Regions from separate parts of the Sus scrofa genome. Here region 2 is linked to region 1. A link is a contact called in public HiChIP or PLAC-seq data. All regions are on one chromosome and are shown on one strand. The core of a region is the stretch at or near the end of the contact, and the rest is flanking DNA. Distances in the headings are between cores, read along the strand shown.

Region 1 (3,570 bases), core at 399-2,898:
CAATACTGCATCGTATATTTGAAAGCTGCTGAGAGAGATCTTAAAAGTTCTCATTACAAGAAAAAAAAAATTGTAGCTGGGTTGTAACGTTTGTTAACTAGATTTACCGTGTTGATCATTTCACTATGTAGACAAATAATGAGTCATTATCTTGTACACCTGAAACTAATATATGTCAAATACATCTCGATACAAAAGAAATGAGTCTACATCAAACTGATGTAATTAAAATATAATTTGGAAATACCGGTTTCAAACTTAAAGTTTCAACCTTAATCCTGGTAAAAACTTAATTACTAGTAAAAAGGATTCCAAAATTCTGGCGTCTCCTAAACCTTCACTGTGTGAAGGGAAGGGCGGGGCAGAGGCATCACAGACTTGCCCGCGCTGCCAGCCAAGTGAGAAATCATCTCGCAGGGCTCCGAAGGCTTTGGCAAGCCAAGCACCCAGTCTAGTCGCTCCGGCGGCCCTGGGACCTGCCCGATTCACGGGGCAGGAAGGAGGGCCGAAGGGCCAGACTCTTGTTTTCTTTATTCTTTGACTCTTACCTTCACCGCATACAACCTGTCGCCTTTCTGCCCCAGATACACCTTCCCGAAGGCGCCACGGCTGATGGGCTTCACTATGGTAAACTCCTCAATGGATGGAGGTCTGGGCACCGGGATCCTAGTCACACACGCCCCAGTTGCCGCGCCTCCTCCGCTCTCCATTTCGCTGCCCGCGGTGGGCTCCATTGCAGGCCCCCCAGGATGCAAGACCGCAGCAGCGCCTAAGGCCCCTGCTAGAGCCGCAACTCCCGCCAATTGGGTTCAAAGTAAGGCTCCGCCCAAGCCGCGCGCCGGCCGTGACGTCATCCCGTCACCGCTCCCACTCTCGCCAAGCCCAGCGCGGCCTCGCTCCAGTCACCGCCCCTGCGTCGATGCGTGAGCCTTTGGGCGTGAGGGCGGGGCAGCTGAGAAATTCCTGAGCAACCACTGACTCTTCCAGAGTGGTCGCGGTCCACTTATTTTATTTGTGATGACTCCGGAGGGCAAAATTATTGAGAGCAGGGAGAAGAGAGCATGGGAGCCTGAATCTGAATCGCAAGATTTAAGTTTTCTCCCGCCTTCCATCTGGTGGGACCCTGCTCTCATCCCGCTTAAGAAAAAAAAAAAAATCCTAAGAACTACCACCCGCGGAAGAAACGTAAACCAGTTCGGTCTCGTCAGTAATACCAGGCCAGTGACAACACAGAATGTGGAGAAACTGGATGAGCAGGAAGCCCATGACTGCCCTGTAATTTGACATTTTAACAGAATGTATGTAACTTGCCTTTCTGAAGCAGGATGAGTTTTTGATTTATTGTGGGCAAGATAAGGAGGACTAAATTGTAACAAAAGCGCTTATGGCTCGAGGCCCAGTCAGAACAGAATATATTGGAAGTATTGATAAGGAAGCTGGAGAAAGATTTGACAGGGTTGATGCCACTCCCCCTTAAAAAGAAAACTACAGCCACATAGCCTTGGGGACCCGGCGCGTGTCTAACTCAGTGTGAACATGAACTACTTTGGGGGCGTCAGCTGCGGCGGGGGAAACTCAGGTCCCTGAAAAGGCCTAAAGTTGACGCACGACTCGGGGAGGGGGCCTCGTCTGCCCCGGAAGTACTGTTGCGTTAGCGCCTTGCCTTCCGGGGCACAGTGCTTGTCGTTGTAGCAGCTGTGGGAAGGGGAGGCCATCTTCCATTTCTAGGAAGAGTAAGGGCGAGGGGAGAGTGAAGGTGGTGAAGGGCTCAGCGCCTCCCCGCCAGGCGGTGGCCTAGAGGAGCAGTTTCGGCAGGCGGGTGAGGTCGCTGAGGGCCCGGAAAAGATGTTTTCCCTGTCGAGTACCGTGCAGCCCCAGGTAGGTCCGGCATCCAGTCGGTTTTTCTTCCTTTCTGCCCGCGGCTGTTTGCCTTTTGCGTTTGCTGGAAGCGGTTTCTCTTAAGGGGTCGTAGGAAAGAAGCGATTAACCTAGTTGGACTCCTGAGGTTGAAAAGGGCTCGGGGCCACGCTGTAAAGGATTGACGAGGAAATAGAGGCATAATACGAGCGTGATGGAGACATTGGTTTTTCGACTTGATTGCGTGGAATTTTTGCTAGAGAATCCATCAGGCTTTGTTGAGTGCTGGACATTCTGGGGTGGGCGGGGGTAGGGAGACGTCTTTGTCACAGACGTAAAGAGCGCACGAAATAAACTCTTCAAAGACTTTGGTATTAACAATTCTATTCTCTGTTCTTTCTTTTAAAGGAATTTAAACATATTATAAAATTTTGAATAATCTACGTTTTCTTTTGATCAAATGTGACTAATAAGTATATATTTACAAGTTATTCACTGCTTTCAGTTAATATTTTGATTCAGCCTCCTCTCGGTGTTTTAGTTTATAAAGCAAAAGGGCAGAGAAAAAAATGCCGAGCATTTGAGTTTTTATTTTTTATTTATTTTTTTAATATATATTCTGGGTTTTGGGTTTTTTGGCTTTTTTCTTTTTTCTTTTTTTCTTTTTTTTCTTTAAGGGCCGTACACGCGGCATATGGAGGTTCCCAGGCTAGGGGTCTAATCGGAGCTGTAACTGCAGGCCTGTGGCAGAGCCACAGCAACGCCAGATCCAAGCCTCTCTGCAATCTACATCACAGCTCAGGGCAACTCTGGATCCTTAACCCACTGAGCAGGGCCAGGGGTCGAACCCAAGTCCTCATGGTTCCTAGTCGGATTCGTTTCCGCTGTGCCACGATGGGAACTCCTTGGATTTTTAATTATCTTCTTTCAGGGGTAATCACTTGTGACAGTGTTTTATTCTTAGTTCAATTAAAAATCTTTTTTGGATGATAACGTTGAGATTTTTTTCTTTGAGAGTTCTTCCCTGCTTTGCAAATAAACATTTTTTGAAAACATTCAGTTTTAAAAATAATTTTAGAGACTCTAGTTCCTTAAGCTTATTATTATGTCCCTTTGTGTAATTTCTACCCCTTTGTTTTTCTTTTTTGCTAGTACTGACTGGATAATAGAAAATGAAGTGGTTAGTTATTTACTGGCGTGTGTTAGGTGAACAAAGCAGATGCAGAATCTTAATAATGCTATGAAATGAAACAGGAGTAGGAGTTAGCCAAGTGAATTGTTAATAGAAGTGAACTGGTAGAATATCTGGGGATAACAGCCTAGCTGATCAGAAGGAGGAGAATAAGGCTAGTGTGGCTAGAGCAAGGTGATTAAAGCGCTAATGATAGAAAAATAGTTGGGGATAAGACTTGACGCAGATCACACCAGGAGTTATAATAAGGGATTTTGGATTTCATTTTAAGTTTTTTGTTTGTTTGTTTTGCTTTTTAGGGCCGTACCTGAGGCATATGGAAGTTCCCAGGCTAGGGGTCCAAATTGGAGCTGCAGCTGCCAGCCACAGCAACTCGGGATCCAAGTCACATCTGCGACCTACACAGCAGCTTTCAGGGATCTAACCCGAGTCCTCAAGGATAGTAGTCAGATTGTTTTTGCTGAGCCACAGTGGAAACTCCAGGATTGCAATTTAAATTTGTTGGAACTGGGTGTTCCCGT
Region 2 (3,325 bases), core at 101-2,600, 67 kb before region 1:
TGGTGATCATAATACATATATCGAATCATGGAGTTCCCATCATGGCTCAGTGGTTAACGAATCTGACTAGGAACCATGAGGTTGAGAGTTCGATCCCTGGCCTTGCTCAGCGGGTTAGGGATCCAGCATTGCCGTGAGCTATGGTGTAGGTTGCAGATGCGGCTCAGATCCCGAGTTGCTGTGGCTCTGGCATAAGCTGGCGGCTACAGATCCAATTAGACCTCCAGCCTGGAAACCTAGATATGCTGAGGGAGTGACCCTAGAAATGGCAAAAAGACAAAAAAAAAAAAATTGAATCATTATGTTGTACACCTGAAACTATTGTTATATAGATATATATTGTACATCAATACATCTCAATTTTTTAAAAAAGAATGCTTCATAATAGGCACTGTGCTGAAAGTACTAAAAGCCATTAGTGTTCCATAAGATATATTTTAGGTGGAATTACAGGATTGCATAATTGGAAGGCACCTTAGGAACTGATTCAATCCATCATATGTCAATCATTATATGTCAGTAGGAATTACCACATCTAAACCAGCACTGCTAACTTCTTTACCTGAATAACCTCAATGTCCTTTCTCCTTATACTATTATCCTTGACTGTAAATCCATACTACCAGCAAACAGAAATACAACAGACATCACTGGCAGAAAAATTCTTATTCATCACTACCTAAAGACCAACATACTCTAAATTAGCTTATTATGAACAGTTGTCAAAATGAAGTCCTAGATGTGAAATAAATATCCAAACCTTTTTATAAGTATGCATAACTGAGTGAAATTGAAACGGATATATAACAAAAGAGCAAGAAAAGATTAGAGGAAGCAGCAGCTATTCAGCACATAACCTCCCCCTCGTTTGAATAAATTAGAAAAATTGTTAGTCTCTTACACTTTGGTGTCCCGCAAAAAGTCCAAGATTTAAAGCAAGGTTTTTTTGGATTGACTGACGCCTGGTTCAGCTACTCCTGTACTTACTACTACTTGACCTTGAGAAAATCAGTTAATATGATTTTCAATTTCCTCATTCGTAAACACCCTACAGGGTTTTTGGAATACATGTTACATGCCTGGCAAATATCAGGCACGCAGTAAGGCATAGTCTTTACTACCTGAAGGCAATATAACAGCACACGACCTCAAAGTTAATAAGCCTCAGGAGCAAGAAATGAGACGGATCTCCAGGACCTCTCTGAAAGACACCACGGAGGGTCTGTCCCTTTGGCTGAGGCGGATGTGGTATTTGGCAGGAGCTCAAAGGACGACGCAACAGGAAGGCGGGATTTCCGCCGCAACGGCTCCAGCGTCTGCCGGACCAAGGAACCAAACAGGAACAAGTGGGAGGAACGACCTCAGCTGGAGGCAGGTGTCCCGAAGCGTAGCGGAGCGGGGACTACATTTCCCACAAGTCCGCGGGGGCAGGGCGAGGGGCGGGCGTCGGGGACCTTACCGGACAGGTCTTGCCCGGCAATGCTAAGGTAAATGCCGGCACTGCGACTCCAAGGGAAAAGTAACTTAGAGCCTGCGCCTAAATTTGGACTAGTCACCCTCTAACCCATCCCGAACTGACGGAAGCGACCTGGCAATTTTGGGATTTCCAGGCCGCAGGACTCCGCCCCCAGAACCCGTAGCAGTGCCCCCTCGGTGGGCCTGGGGGCGCATCCTACATGCCTGAGGACGCGGGGCGCTGTGCTAGAAAGGTGAAGGCCCAGGATACCCCTTTCTAGGGTTGACGATCCGTACTGGTCCCCCGTTCGCCCCTCCCCCACGCCCTGTCGCCCATTAGGTCTGCCAGAAGCTGTACTGTGCCCGGCTTCCTGGGGCTAGATATCGCGGGTGGTGCAGGGGAAGGTGCTCTCTCTCCCCCAGCCCAGTCTAATTAGCCGGCGATCTCCCGTCTCCTTTGGTTGTTGCGCAGACGTCCTTGCCTTGGGGGCGGCTAAAGCTGTCAAAGACTGAGAGCCAAGCACGGCTAAACACTCCATCCAGCATCCCTAATCCTTTCATATACCCTTTAGGGTGATATAAAGATTGTCACTGGAGAGGCTAAGTAGCTTACCCTGGGTGACAGAACTAAAATGGCAGAACTTAAGTTTCGTAACAAGCCTCTGCGGATCTAAAGCTCTTAAGTCCCATCAGCTTTCTCAAACCCTAACCTCAGGAGCAGGCGCTGAAGACCAAAGTCATTTTTTTTTTTTTTGCCCAGCGGTACCACGCGCGCTGCAACCCCGCGTCGGCTACTCTGGCGCGGACCCAGCAATCCATTCTGTTTTAAACATCGAGCCCTGGGCTCTCCGCGGATCCACCTGACTGCTTTTATTTCCCCCCTTCTCCGGCCCTCCTCTGGGGACCTACAGTTCGCGTCATCTCGGTGGCCGCGGGGACGGTGGGTGGAGTTTACTGCGCAGCGGCGGCTGCAGCGAGTGGGTCCGGGGAGGGTTTGGGGCGGGGCCGCAGGGAGGGCGCGGACAGACAGACCGACCTCGCCGGGATGGGGGGTGTGGCTGCTCCACCAGGGTCCTGCGGGTGGGAGAGTGGCTCCGCCACCACCAGTGGCCGGGGCTCCTCTGACTCCTGCTAGAGATGCTCTTTCTCTCGGTGAGTTGTTTTTCTGTCTTGGAGGCCTGGCTCCCAGCCTTGGTCACGCCCCGGGGAGGAAGAAGGAGCCGGGCCTTATCGGACGGTGTGGCCTGGATGGGGCAGGGCCACGGGGAACTGACCAGCTGCTCTCTGGGTCCTCCTCCCTGTGGGCATGTTGATCCGCGGCTGCGCTCCTTGTTCCAGTTTCATGCAGGCTCCTGGGAAAGCTGGTGCTGCTGCTGCTGCCTGATTCCAGCCGACAGACCTTGGGACCGGGGCCGGCGCTGGCGGCTGGAGATGGCGGACACGAGATCCGTGCATGAGACCAGATTTGAAGCGGCTGTGAAGGTGATCCAGAGTTTGCCGAAAAATGGTACGTACACTGGGGCCCCGTCGTAGAGCCTCCTGCAGAGGCCTGAGGCCCCAATTTCTGAATCTCACCTCCTTTAACCTTTCTGCCTTTTGTCTCGCTAATTTAGCCTACTTTCTTTACTACGTTGAAAAGGAATGTAATTATAGGGGAGGTATCCGATGTGAATCAAATGCCTGCTCATCTTTCTAGCCAGAGACAAATATATTATCCAGATTTTAAGTAGTTTATATTGTTGTTGAAAAGGAAAATCTTGTCCTGTGGATTTGGGTATGTTTAAAAAATCTGGGGCGGGGAATGCCTGGTGCCTTATATTCATAAAGTCTACTTTCAAGCCTTTTGAAAACTTTTGATGTGAAAGGGGAG

The links. HiChIP or PLAC-seq counts read pairs in DNA pulled down with a chosen protein or histone mark.
Region 2: an H3K27ac HiChIP or PLAC-seq map of skeletal muscle shows a contact between it and region 1. The contact joins the promoter of ACBD5 here to the promoter of YME1L1 in region 1. A contact is called at or near these places in 1 of 5 promoter capture datasets (liver), 15 of 47 Hi-C or Micro-C datasets (blood, brain, embryonic fibroblasts and 7 more) and 2 of 2 datasets of contacts at active chromatin or transcription factors (alveolar macrophages and skeletal muscle).

Annotation. Positions count from the first base shown.
Region 1 is chr10:48,853,306-48,856,875 of Sscrofa11.1, reverse strand. YME1L1 (ATP-dependent zinc metalloprotease YME1L1) reads left to right here and starts at 1,648. Exons shown (of 19, transcript XM_021064882.1): 1 at 1,648-1,878. The coding sequence starts at 1,846. MASTL (serine/threonine-protein kinase greatwall) reads right to left here and starts at 981. Exons shown (of 13, transcript XM_021064881.1): 1 at 549-981. The coding sequence starts at 734.
Region 2 is chr10:48,920,402-48,923,726 of Sscrofa11.1, reverse strand. ACBD5 (acyl-CoA-binding domain-containing protein 5) reads left to right here and starts at 1,350. Exons shown (of 14, transcript XM_013980249.2): 1 at 1,350-1,487; 2 at 2,794-2,962. The coding sequence starts at 2,887.